Regions from separate parts of the Rattus norvegicus genome. Here all the other regions are linked to region 1. A link is a contact called in public Hi-C data. All regions are on one chromosome and are shown on one strand. Each heading gives the region's core, a stretch centred on a gene start, on an enhancer-like site or on the middle of the called end of the contact. The rest is flanking DNA. Distances are from core to core; before and after follow the strand shown. Region 1 overlaps Adra1b (adrenoceptor alpha 1B). Region 2 has its middle 20 kb from the start of Ublcp1. Region 3 has its middle 74 kb from the start of Il12b.

Evidence for each region. A called contact is a pair of places that touch in the nucleus more often than the background predicts.
Region 2: a contact with region 1 is called in a Hi-C map of the A7r5 cell line, with 5 times the contacts expected there. The contact joins two enhancer-like sites. A contact is called at or near these places in 12 of 12 Hi-C or Micro-C datasets (the A7r5 cell line, the Rat2 cell line, Schwann cells and 7 more).
Region 3: a contact with region 1 is called in a Hi-C map of the A7r5 cell line, with 4 times the contacts expected there. The contact joins two enhancer-like sites. A contact is called at or near these places in 11 of 12 Hi-C or Micro-C datasets (the A7r5 cell line, the Rat2 cell line, Schwann cells and 6 more) and 1 of 1 datasets of contacts at active chromatin or transcription factors (oligodendrocytes).

Annotation. Positions count from the first base shown.
Region 1 is chr10:28,753,280-28,757,659 of GRCr8, forward strand. Adra1b (adrenoceptor alpha 1B) reads right to left here. Exons shown (of 2, transcript NM_016991.2): 2 at 3,182-4,327. The coding sequence ends at 3,729. Among named protein-coding and RNA genes, the nearest start is that of Ttc1, 27 kb to the left of the region's middle. Within about 2 kb of position 1,897, at least 4 of the 93 cell types and tissues checked have an H3K27ac peak or open chromatin away from gene starts, as enhancers often do. A contact at or near this core is called in the A7r5 cell line, where this site is marked.
Region 2 is chr10:29,439,892-29,444,271 of GRCr8, forward strand. No RefSeq gene overlaps it. Among named protein-coding and RNA genes, the nearest start is that of Ublcp1, 20 kb to the right of the region's middle. Within about 2 kb of position 2,315, at least 4 of the 93 cell types and tissues checked have an H3K27ac peak or open chromatin away from gene starts, as enhancers often do. A contact at or near this core is called in the A7r5 cell line, where this site is marked.
Region 3 is chr10:29,314,256-29,318,635 of GRCr8, forward strand. No RefSeq gene overlaps it. Among named protein-coding and RNA genes, the nearest start is that of Il12b, 74 kb to the right of the region's middle. Within about 2 kb of position 2,291, at least 3 of the 93 cell types and tissues checked have an H3K27ac peak or open chromatin away from gene starts, as enhancers often do. A contact at or near this core is called in the A7r5 cell line, where this site is marked.

The DNA.
Region 1 (4,380 bases), core at 647-3,146:
AGGGGCTACAGATGAGGACCATTGTGCTCGGCTTCAAAATTTATATGTTATTCATGTCCTTTCCACCCATCTCTCTCTGTCTACCTAACTCCACCAGTGTTTTTTCTCCTCACTGATGCATATTCATAACCGCTTCTATAATTAATGTTACTGTCTGTCTGTCTGTCTGTCTCATTTAGTGCATGTGTGTGCTTAGGGCTGAGCACTTAGCTTAGATAATCCATCAGGGGGTTCATCCCTAGAGGAGATGGATTACCACCCTCTCAGCAGCCATGGATTGACTGTAGCTCTTGATCTAGGGTTGGGACCCTGTGACCTTTCCCTTGAGTTGGCATGTAGACTAGTGTTGTCACTATGCTGGTCTTATTCAGGTAACCACACTCTGGGTGCAGCTTCCCTGTCTGGTGTAGAAGACGCTATGTAGCAGTAGGCATTCTGGCCCTCTGGCTCTTACGATAAATTGCTCCACATCCTCTCCCTTGAGGTCCCCTGAGCCTTAGCTACAGGACTTGCATTGTAGATGTGGGCTGAGAATGGCGTCCTGCTTTTCATATGGGTGGGTGTAGAAAGCACTTTATCCACTGAGACACCTCTTCAGCCTACCTGCAGTGCTTTATTAACTAAAAAAAAGATAGATTATCTTGAGAAAGGGTCTTATGTAGCCCAGGGTTGCAGAGGCTGGCTGTGAACTCCTGATCCTCCTGCTTCACCTTTCAAATGCTTAGAGGGATTATAGGTGTGCTATACCAGCCCAGCTTTTATTAATCTTTTAAAATCTTATTTTTATTTTGTCCTGATCTCTTTAATAATCTTTCCTTGGGTGTCAGGAAACCATATTCTTTTCGATTTGTCTTATGACAGGATCACACTTGCAGCTAAGGCTGCCTAAAACCGTGCAGCCCAGTCTGGCCCTCAAGCTAGCCTCAACCCCCTGAGGTTGCAGAAAGAAGGTACCAGATCTGACTCTCGGTGTTCTGTAACTCTGTGATAAGCACGTGCACCTATACGGTGAGTGCTTGGGAGGCTGAGGCAGGAGGATGCTCCTGGACATCTAACAAGACTTATTTCAAGAAAGAGAAAAAACAAACAAACAAACAAACAAACAAAAAAAAAAACAAAAGAATTCCTGGAAAGAAGTGAATCCTGAGGTTCAGGGCTCTGAAATCTACGAACAGGTTGAAGCTCTTTTGGTCTGCGTATTCAGATTTTCTAAATTTCATATCTCCATGTAGACAACTGGATAATCATCGCTTCTACCCACAACTGCTATTTGCTGACTGTTCATCAGTGTCTGGCATGGTGGTCTTCTACATTATGCCAACATTCAACCGTCACCATCTCCTTTCATCTTCTCGGCGTTAAAAGTTCACGCCATTATTTTTTTTTCAGAGTAAAAGAAACCGAGGTTAGGCTTGTGTGACACAAGTTGCTGAACGTGACGAGCTGCTGAGTGGCGGGAGTGGGATTTGATCCCGGGTCTGGAGGGAGATCCATCAATCCAGCTTGTCAAGCCACTCGCCCCTTTACTTGGATTGACAGGATTTACTCTGAGCAGTCTGAGCAGATTTGTCTGAGCAGTGAACGATGATGCAGCAGTACCTGGGTGGACGGAGAGCGTAGTGTGGCCCTGCTCTGCGCTAGGCTGGAGTTCACATCAGACAGACCTGCCTATCTCCAGAGCTTCTGGTAAAGCCTGGCCTTCCTGGGCCTGGACACAGTGAGGGACATGGAGAGGTCAGTACCATGCTGGCTTGGCCTTGAGGCTGATCTGGAGTCCAGTACTCTCTGGGGAGGGGAGGCGGGGTGATGGCTACTACTTGGCCAATGCTCACTCTGGAAGGAGGCAGGCAGCTGCTACCTTTCCCCAACACCCCCACTCCAACCCCCCTGCTCCCCCGCCCCCAGTCCTGGGTGACCTCAGATACCAGAAACCGATGAACTAACTATCCAAGCGGCACAGGAAATGCTTTTGGTGCCTGTGGTTTCAGATTTCCAAGATCAGAATTATAAGTCGAATCTGTCCAGACGTCTGCACACGCCGGTGTTTACACTGGGGAACAACCTCAGAGAACCTTGCTACTTCTCAGTGGGCTGCAGGATCACATCGATTTGTGAGGTGAGAAACAAGGGCAGGGGCAGCAAGATGAAGTGCCCGACGCCATGCAGAGCTAGGACTTGACCCCAGACCCTGCTGCTCCAATTTGCTTTCTCTCTACCAGACCCGTGAGTTCCCAGGGTGACTTGGACAGGCCTGGGAAGGAACTGAAGGGAAGAGGAAGGGAGACAGCCAGCCTCTGTCCTCTCTATGTGCTCTTGCTAATTTGTATCAGGATTCCGTGTAAGAATAATTCGAAACAAGGTTTCCATTGCCAATAAAGTAGTTTTGGAGGACCCAAGTTATTTCTTCTTCCCTGGAACTAAGGTCTAAGCATTCCCTCCCGGCCCTTAATAGGTCTCCTATTCTAGGAGGAACAAGAAGAGGCATTTGGGAGAATGTTATCAGTTGCGGCAGGGAAACACACAGTCCTGGAGACACAAGCAAAAGAAGTGTGTGTGTGTGTGTGTGTGTGTGTGTGTGTGTGTGTACACATGAACCACGTGCATGAGAAGAGGTCAGAGGATAACTTGCAAGAGTCGGTCCTCTGCTTTACCTTGTGTGTCCCAGAGATCGAACTCAGGTCCTCAGGCTTGGCAGGGAACACCTTTACCCACTCAGTGGTCTCCCTGGCCCTTGCCAAATTCTTAACCTCAGTCACCCATCTATAAAAACCAAGACTTGGCTGAGATAATTCTGGTTTGGCTTATGATACTTGTACCTCCCATGTGATTAATTCAGGAGATCCTAGATAAGGGATCCTAAACTGTCTGCAAATGTGTGTGTGTGTGTGTGTGTGTGTGTGTGTGTGTGTGTGTACGTACCTTTGGAATGGTTTTGTCTATAGTTTTTGTGCTATTGACTCCTGCAAGTTGTCTCTGGCTTCCACATCGGTTGTGGCACCTGCTCACCTCGTCATAAATATATAAAATAATAAATATAATTGTAATAATAAATATGACAATACTAAGAATGTCACGAATAATAGTAGTTCCCTTGTCTGCCCCCAAAGAAAAGTCCTAGGATTTGATTGGACCTGAAGGAAGAGGAAGGGCAAGGCTCTCCTTCACAAATCACTCAAAGTCGCACAGGAGAAATGATCTTTAATATCTGACTTGTTTTCCGATCCTATCAAAGTGCCAGCATTGACTAGAGAACAGGGAGGGGCTTGAGAGGTACAAAGTCAAGAGACAAACAACACACCTGGACGTCACCAGGGGGCGCACTCGCTCTGCCCCGGCACGCGCGTGCGGGCAGGCCTCACACTCACACCCATGCAGCCCACACGTACACCGAACAGACACACGCACGTGTACCCACAGATAAATACGAATAGAGGAACTCATTTTATGTATATACAGAGAGAGAAGAGAGAGAGACTTAAGTCCCGGCCGGCGTCGGGGGGGCCCCCCACGCTCTCAGCATGCTCAGCCCAGCTCTTCGCTGTACCTGGCACCCATGCCCCTGCCAGAAAAGCAGCTGCCCCTCTCCCCGCCCCCCTCCCCCCTTGTCCCCTTGCGACCCTGTGTCTACCTAGGGCTGACACTCCCCCCACGCGCCCTCCCGCCCCTACGATGGTGTTCTCCCCCACCCCGATGTGTGAGTGTGTTGAGGGGGAGGATGAAAAGGGACCCTAAAAGTGCCCGGGCGCCAGGGGCATGTTGCTCTTGAAGCCGGGCTGCCCGTTGGCCAGGTCGGTCGTGGTGTCGCAGCCCCCGTTGCTGGTGTCGCCTTCGGTTCCCGGGCTCTCAGGATCGCCCAGGAGCTTGAAGGTGAAGAGTGGCCCAGAGTCGAGACGGCCGCGGCGGCCAGGAGGCTCTGGCAAGCTGAGCAGCGCCCCGGGTTTCCACTCGGGGAAGGCGCACAGCTCCACGGGTGGCTGCGTTCCTCGACCCAGGTAGCCCGGGCTGGGCGACGCCGAGGGCAGGGTCCTCTGGCTGCCGCTCATGCAGCTGCCGCTGTCATCCAGAGAGTCCTTCCGCGACTGTGATCTCTCCAGCGAGCCGCCGCGGGTCCACGGCCGGTAGGTGTAAGCGCAGCCGCCTAGACGGCGACGGCGGCGGCGGCGGCGGCCACCGCGGCACTGGCACCCAAGGATACGCATGAAGGCGCGCTTGAACTCCTTGCTGGAGCACGGGTAGATGATGGGATTGAGGCAGCTGTTGAAGTAGCCCAGCCAGAACACCACCTTGAACACGGCGTCCGGGGGCTTTAGGGTGGAGAACAGGGAGCCTGCAGGGGTGCAGACAGAAAGACAGACAGCAGTTAGTTAGTACAATCTCTAC
Region 2 (4,380 bases), core at 1,065-3,564, 690 kb after region 1:
GGTTGTAGTGGTAAATAATAAAAACACGTTAGGTGGGACCGTGCCACGCTACCTCTTGCTACTCTCTGTCCCTGCTGTCTCCCTGCCTTCATGGCTAGCCCCGTCAGCAGCCTTCTATCTCACTGCTCTCTGCTGTAGACTCTGCCCACATTCCCAGCATCCACCCCCTGTGGTTATATTCGCAACCCCCAGTAACCCATTAAAGTCAAAATTCTAGAAGCTCATAGTTTATCAATTAGATTGACATCAGTAAATTCTCAGTCCACAAAACATCCACACAAAACTCAGAGCCAATTAATATAAAACCTAGATAAAACAAATTGTCCTGTACTTATCCATCCCTTATAAGATATTCATAGCTGTGACTCTTCAAAGCCACACAGGGGTGGGTCATCCTTCTCCTTCTCTATCTTTCTCCTCTCTCTCCTGACTTTCAAAAGCTCTGCTCCCACCTTCTTTTTTCATTGCCCAATCATAGGTCTTGCCTTATCTTGTGCCTGCCCTCACCTGCATATAGACATCAATCCGCACACGGTATCTCAAAGCAGTGCTTTGTAATGTTCAGGACTCTGAAGTGAAGAGCCCTGGAGGAGCTTCAGAAGCAAGGCCATATGTTACCCTGTGATCCGCCAGTCCTAGAAGCAGACCATAAACCCTCGCTTCGCAGGAACCCTGCCCCATACTCCGGGGCAAGGGATATTACATGGAGGAGTAAGGTGAGTTTGAACAAACAGTCTTGATGGACTCACCCCAGTTCATTTCCGTTAGATCGTAGCTCACTACTTCCTTTTTGTTTTGTTGTTTTTATTTTTGTTTTTCGAGACAGGGTTTCTCTGTGTAACAGCCCTGGCTGTCCTGGAACTCTCGTTTTAGACCAGGCTAGCCTGGAACTTACAGATATGCCTACCTCTGCCCTGAGTCCTGAGATAAAAGGTGCATGGCACCACGCCCAGCTTCATGGCTTACCTCTTATGCAGCTGTGTTTCTATGGAGTGTTCATTTGGTCATTTTTCATATATTTTTCACGAGTCATGGGGTCTTTATTTCTGAAAGTTCCTGGGCTGTGTAAAATGTTGTTAAAATAAATTCATAAAGTCTCACCAGTGTGATTGCCTAAACATGAGCTGAACAAGGACACTAGCAGACATGTTAACATAGAGGACAGAAAGCCCAGGAAGCCTCAGCCATAAGGAAGAACTGCGGGCAACTAAGGAATGCTGGGAGCAGGAGAAATAGTCTTCTTCATGGAAGAACACACCAAATGGTTATCTAATAACAGATGGTCAACCCTGGAAATATATGGTCAAGTAACATCAATAAGTCTGAGCAGATTGCGTGTGTGTGTGTGTGTGTGTGTGTGTGTGAGAGAGAGAGAGAGAGAGAGAGAGAGAGAGAGAGAGAGAGAGAATAAAACAATTCATGAATAAAGAGGCTATGAATTTGAAAGAGATCAAGATGGTATATGAGAGGGTTTGGAGGGAGGGAAGGTAGGAAATGATGTAATTATATTAAAACCTCAAAGCATTGGCTGGAGAGATGGCTCAGCGGTTAAAAGCACTGACAGCTCTTCCAGAGGTCCTGAGTTCGATTCCCAGCAACCACATGGTGGCTCACAATGTAATGGGATAGGACACCTTCTTCTGGTGTACACTCATACATAAACAAAAATGTTTAAAAAATAAAATAAAACCTTAAAGCATGAAATAAAAAATGTAAATGTTTAAATAAATCTTAATATACATAAATGTGTTGTGCTTTTCTTTTTGCTAACCTGTCTTTGTTGCAGAAGGGCCAGTGTGGACTTCAAGATGGGTGAGCAAAAGTTATTACAGATTTTCACTCTGACCAGATCTGCATAACCTTAGCTCTGCTGGGCGTTCGTGAGTCTGCAGAGGGCTGAGACAGCAGTGCCAGCCTGAGCTACACAGTGAGGTCCTGTCCCAAAGAGAGAGCGCTTGCTAGTTACTCCCCCATTAATTATAATCTCATAATGACAAGAAAGTATTTAAAAATTTAGTTGGCTCATAGGTCTTCAGGATCCAGCCCACCGTGACAGGCAGGGATGGTGGTAGGAAGATGAGCTGGCCGGTCACACAGCATCAGCAGTTAAAAATAGAAAGGGGACAGAAACTTGGTGGAGCTAAGAAACCTCAAGGCCTGCTGTCCGTGTCCCACTTCCTCCAGGTAGTACCCACTTCAAGGCCTGCCTCCGGCTGGAGACCAGATGTCCCTCCACGTGAACCTGGGGGACACATCTACACACTTCACATTCAAACCACAACAAAAATTATGCCTCACGTTAACTGGGCTGATTCACTAAAACAATGATGCGCTTTGTTTGTTTTAGCAACGAGCCAGCTAAGGGATAATAAAAGAGTAACTGTGGGTGATAGAGACGCCTCAGCAGTTAGCAGCACGTACCACTCTTGCAAAGGACTCAGGTTCGGTTCCAAATACCTGCCCAGAAGCTCACAACAATCCCTAAATGCAGTTCCAGAAAATTGGATGCCCTCTCCTGCCCGCCATTGTCTCCTACATGTACACAATGTATATATATACATACATACATACACACACACACATACATACATACATACATACATACATACATACAAGCAAATGGTCATACACACAAATATGAAGAAATCTTCCTATAAAGAAACATTTATAAACTACATCCTTTGGAAAATGTTGCAAGACTTTTCAAATTGTGCACTGTCCTCCTCTGGCCATTTAAACTTATTTTCTTTATATTTGCTTTGACTGAAATGTCATAAATCTTATAGTCAAGTATGCCCTGAAGGATTTGCTTGTCATGAAGCACCTTTCCGTCTATTTGTAAGAGATGCTGACTCCCGGGGACAACAGAGCCAGGATTAGGGGACACACTGGAGCTTTCATTAGAGCCTAGGGAGGAGGCGACAGGAACACCCAGGAGAAAGAACGCATCGCATGCATGATGCTCTGTGGATGGACCGCTTGTTCTCAGCTGCTCGTGTATGACCCATGGAGAGCAGTGCTCTGGCGACAGCATTTCCAGGGGGAGAATTAACAGGGCACTTCTTCCTGAATTTGCTTTGCCACATGATGCATGGCTGCGCCTATGGACACCTGATGTCAGGACTCTGGACAGAGAGAGGATAGCAGTCACAGATGGCGGTGAGACTTGGATACACTGAGCTTTCTGCTCTCCATATTGACTGACAGCGTGAGAAATATGGGAGGGCAGTATTTCCCGGGCATGTGTGTAGACACTTGCTCCTGGGGCAGGATCTCAACCTCTTGCTCCCACTGAATTCTTAGCGCCTCAGTCCATCATGATAGCTCAATAGTAATTGGGAAATTAAATAACAGAATGAAGAAATGCACTCTCCTCTGCTTACATTAAAAGGCTTTCATCTGAATACAATCTGTAGTCCCCAGACTGGTCGCAGCCTTTTACTTCTTAAAAAAATAAATAAATAAAAAATAAAAATAAAATACACACACACACAGACACACACACACACACACACACATAATCGATCAAACCAGAAGCCTTACACATGCTGGTCAAGGACGCCACACCTGATCTAAACCCCAGCTGACCTGCGTGTGCTCTTGGAAGGCATCACGGTAAGCCACTCTCTTCTGGCTTCCTGCTCTGACAGTGTGAAATTTTCGGGCATAGTCTTATCACTGCTGGCCACGGTAGTTGGATAGAATCAGGAAGAGCTCTCCGAGGACTGCACCCATGGACTTTCAGGCTCTCTCTCAAACTGTGAATTAAATAAACCTCTTAACAAACTGCCTGTCTCAGGGCCCCAGCTTTACCTCTGATGCTGTGGTTAAGCATCGTGACAAAAGCAATTTTAAGGAAGAGACGGTTTATCCGGCCACAGTTCCAGGTTATAACTCACCATCCTGGGGAAACCAATACGGGAACGTGAAGCAGCTGCTCTCACTCAGTCAAGAGCAGAGACAGTGAATACACACATGCTTCTCATGCTCAGCCCACACCCGCAACTCCCACCACACACATAACTGTTCCAGGACTGAACGCCAGGGAATGATGTCATGTGGGTCTCCCTACATCAATCAACTGTGAACAACCCCATGTCACACAAGCCTACAGGCCAACCTGATCAGGACGGTCCCTCGCTGAGACTCTTCCCAGATGACTCTAGAGTGTATCAAGTTGGTAAATAAAACTACAGGGATGGAGAAATGGCTCGTAGACAAGAACACACACTGCTCTTGCAGAAGACTCCTATTTGGTTCCTAACACCCATGTCAGGCAGATCACAATTCCAAGGAACTCCAATGGCAAGGAATCAGACGCCTTCCCCAGCCATCTGCACTGTAATGCACACACCTTCACGCATACCCGTGCACATTAAA
Region 3 (4,380 bases), core at 1,041-3,540, 560 kb after region 1:
GGGTTTTCACTGCCAACTCAGGATGAGTCAACACCATGAGGTGACTGCCAAAAAAGCCAACATAATCTTGAGCTGTGCTCATAAAAGAGAAGTGATGATACAGCCTGCAGCACAGAGCACCACCCACCAAGGAACATAGAATAGACAGGAGGCCAGAAATCATGCCCTACCATGAGCACTGAGGTAGACCTGGGTGTTCCTATCTGGTACACATTTCAGGAATTGGTGAGAATATCATGGACTCTCGTTTAATGGGTTGTAGCCTGGGGTCAGACTGAATTGAAACCCCAACATAGGCAAACCGTAGGGCTTTGCCACGCAGTAGTGATGAACTGTTCTATTTTACTGTCTCCATAACCTTCCAAAGTCATATCATACCGATGAAGAAGTTAGTCCATATCGTACCGATGAGATGATTGAGGGCCTGAGATCCTTGCCAAGGACCACACTGCCCACTGGTTGAAGGAAAGGCTTTGAATATATGTAGAGTACGCTTTTGTTTGTTCCCCTACCTAGTACTGTGTGAACCTGAATCCCTTTTTCTTACTGTGCCTCAGTGCTGCATTAAAAAAAAAAATCACTCAACGCAATAGGACAGCTGCACTTACGCACGACACAGCTGTTGTGGCAGTAGGCACAAGACCTTTGCAAGCTCAAGTCAGATAAAATTCCAGCATAATGACAGGAAATGGGTATGAAATCCAGCCCCTAGCAGAGAGCTCTAGGTAATTGATACCTAGGAGAGAGAGCATCAGTTTTCTTTAAGGTTATAACCTTATAGGTTTGTCATGCCCACTGGATAGACACACTTTCAAGAGCTTACGAGCAATGCAAATAGACTTGATATGTTTAAAATAAAATAAAATAAAAAAGGACAAAGATGGGCAAGGGGAGAGAGAAGTGCATGTAGATCTGGGCAGAGCAGGGGAAGGTAAATGTGACCAAAACACATTATACAGAATTCTCAAGGAACTAATAAAAAAGAATCCCATAGATGTAAAGGCTTGACCCAGAAAGGTCTATGTGCTTGCAGACCTGAAATCTTGGTAGGGCATGTTTATCTTTGCTCCATTCAGAATCATGTGAGATGGCTTAAAGCTGAGGCTAGGGCTAGGTCTGAGGCTGACAGACAGGATGAGGCGCTTTACTCTCCAGATGCTGCCTACGAAGGGAAGATGCAAAGGGCTAGGACAAGAAGAGCTGGCTCTCTTTGGATGTCACCCTTTGTGGGATCTCCTCATGAACTCTAACACAATGGTTATAGGGCCAAAAGACTTTTCACATTCCACCTCCTGGTTCCCTGGGGACATGTCCCCAGATTCTCAATCACTTCCTCTCAGAGGTCATGTCAGAGGGATCTATCACATTCTGTTGGCTAAGGCAATTGCTAAGATGTTCTTTGGTTCAGGAGTTGGGGCTCTAAATCAAGTACTTATGAAAGGAATGCCACCACCGAACAGCACAAAGGGGACAGTGTGGGGTGGGACGGATACTTATACAGTCATCTGGGGGAGAGACCATCTACAACAAGCATTCTCAGCATTCCAAGAATGGTCTAGGTGATTTACAATCTTTATCTACTCATCCTCACCAAACTCACCCCAAAACTCTGATCTAGGAGGCACTGCAATCCCATCCTACAGAACGAAGAAGAGAGATGAATATGCAGTTCCTTTCATCTTGTCACCTGTGACTGGAGGATCTAGAATGAGACCCAGGAGTGTTTGACCATGAAACCACCTCCATGAGCCAACACACAAGATGGCAACCACATAGGCAGCTACATGGCGTAGTGATGGGTTGTGGGAGTCCTGACATCTGCCTGCCGGGCTCCACCTTGGCCCTTGCAGCTTAGAAACTGTCCAACCTTGGGCAAAGCTTTATTTCTCTGTGCTTTGATATTTCTGGAGAAACCCAGGTGCTTGCCTGAAGAGATGAATCAAGACAATGCACGTCAGGTGCTTTGTGCATTGTCTGGAAGCTACTGAGGATTCTATAAATGTCAGCTGCTGTCTTTCTGAAAGCAGCACAACAAAGACATTTTCAAAGACAAATCTGTAACCACAACTAAAAGTACACATCATACACCCTCAAGCCCAGTTGGCGCTCTCCATCCATTGATGTCACAATACATGCCTGTGTCAGGACACTGCGACAGAACACTGGGGGCTCTCACTGGCTAGGAAAACACGTCCCTCTTCTCTCTTCCTCAGATAAATAAGCATGTGCTTGTTCTTCCTCCAAGAGCTCCACTGTCCTTCCCTGGAGGGGGCCTCAGGTGACTCATCTAAGAGGGCATTTAGTGACTCATCAGGCAACAAGGACTGATTAAACTCCCTCAGATCTTGGGAAGGGAATAAACACCCAAGATACCCAAAGTTCCTTACCATTCCCAGACCCCAAAGGCTCCTCAGACAAGAGACCATCGACTAGATAATTAACTGAGCTTCCTACCATGAAGCGGAGGTGTTAGTCATTTGGTACACACATCTCCAGTGTCAGTATGAAGCACTGTAAGCTCCCTAGCAAACCTCACGGCTAGTCTCCTTCCTCATTCAACCCAAGGCTCCCCAAATCACCCACAGCAGATAAGTTCCCATCCGTGTCCCCAACCCAGACTGCTTCCAATGGGGGCAACCTGGCTATATTGCACCCCAGGCCCATCAAACCAGCACAGAGACCTACCATGGACCCTTACTACATCAGATCGAAATCTCTGTGAAGTTTTCCATGGAGCACCCACAGGCTCTGACTTGCCCCAGTAGGTGCTCTATCAGAATGTCTTGTGCTTCAACCTTCTCATATCTGCCTCAGCCCAACAACCTCTAAATCCATCTCTCAGGCCATCTCTAACTTTTCCTTCCTGCCCTAGGGACTCTGTGGAAGGGACCAGGAGCCCTGCTGTTCTCTTGGGACTCTTTAGTGACTCCAGATGAGGGCTACCCTCACCGCTGACTAAGCCACTACTCATCCTTTACAGGCTGAGCTGCATTCCTCCAACTCTTACATGCCCAACCTTGGCACCTCAGAACATAGCTGTATTCGGAAACAGACAATTTAAAGAGACAACTAGGTCAAAGTAAGACCATTTAGATGGGTTATCCTCCAAGAAAACTGGTACTCTTATAAAATAAAATAAAATAAAATAAAATAAAATAAAATAAAATAAAATAAAATAAAAATAAAATAAAATAAAATAGATTGGGGCACAGTCACAGAAGACAAGAGAAGACGGTAGCAAAATGAAAGATCTCCAAAGAAACTACCCACATCATTGTCTTGAACTTTTAGCTTTTAGAGTCATAAGTAAACACTTAGGTTGTTGTGACAGGTTGAGCACACTAATAGTTCACACTTCACCTCTCCCCCACCTACAGATGTGAGCCCTAGTATACATACTCCCTTCTTCTGAGAACCAGGTTTGCCTCAACTCTTCCTTAAGGAATTAAATATCCCCCAAACTCTTCATGCAGTCAGTTACTTCCTCCAGGAAGCCATCCCTGATCTTTGTCTTTTTACATCCATGGTGAATTGAATGAGAATGTACCCTATAGACTCACATATTTGAGAATTTTGTTCCCAGATGGTGGCACTGTTGAGGGGGGTCTAGATGGTGTGTATTCTTGCTGAAGGAGGTACGTCACTGCAGGTGGATTTTGAGGTTTAAAGCCTCATACCACTTCAGTTTGCTCTCGGCTATGTGCTTCTACTTGACATGAGCTCTCAACTTCCAGACTCTGCTGCCCATGCCTGCCTTCTTGTCTTGCCTTCCAACTATAATAGACTCTTTTCCCTCTAAAACCATAGGCCGAAATAAGTTAATTCTTCTGGAAGTTGCCTCGGTCACCGTGTTTTATCATTGCAACAGAAAAATAGTTCATCCAGCAGCTCCAGTTCTTTCCTCTCTCTCAGCCTCATATTTCAACTGCCTGTTGACTCAGGTGTGTCTGACGGTGGAGAATGGCAACTGTCTCTGTCCTATTTAAACATGTGCCTTGAACAGTGTCCCCTAACTATAAGGTTTTCAATAAATCCTTCTATATGATTGAAGGACAATGGGTAAGCAAAAGTCCTCAAATAATTTCTAATTTGGGGGCTTTGGAGGGGGCTGGTGCTTGGTTTGGGGTTTTCTTCAGTTTTGTTTTGTTCTCTTACTGCTTTGATTTTTGAGACTGGGTCCCCTGTATCCATTCAGTTGGTTTCCAGTCTCAACCCTGCTTAGTTTCTAAGATCAGGTTAGATTTCGTGTGTTCAAGATAAGTATGGCCACATAATATCTCGTATAGACCTGGAACTCTCTATGTGGCCAAGGATGGTTCTGAACTTCCTCTGCCCCCCAACATGCTAAGATTACAGACATGTACCGCCATGCCTATTTTA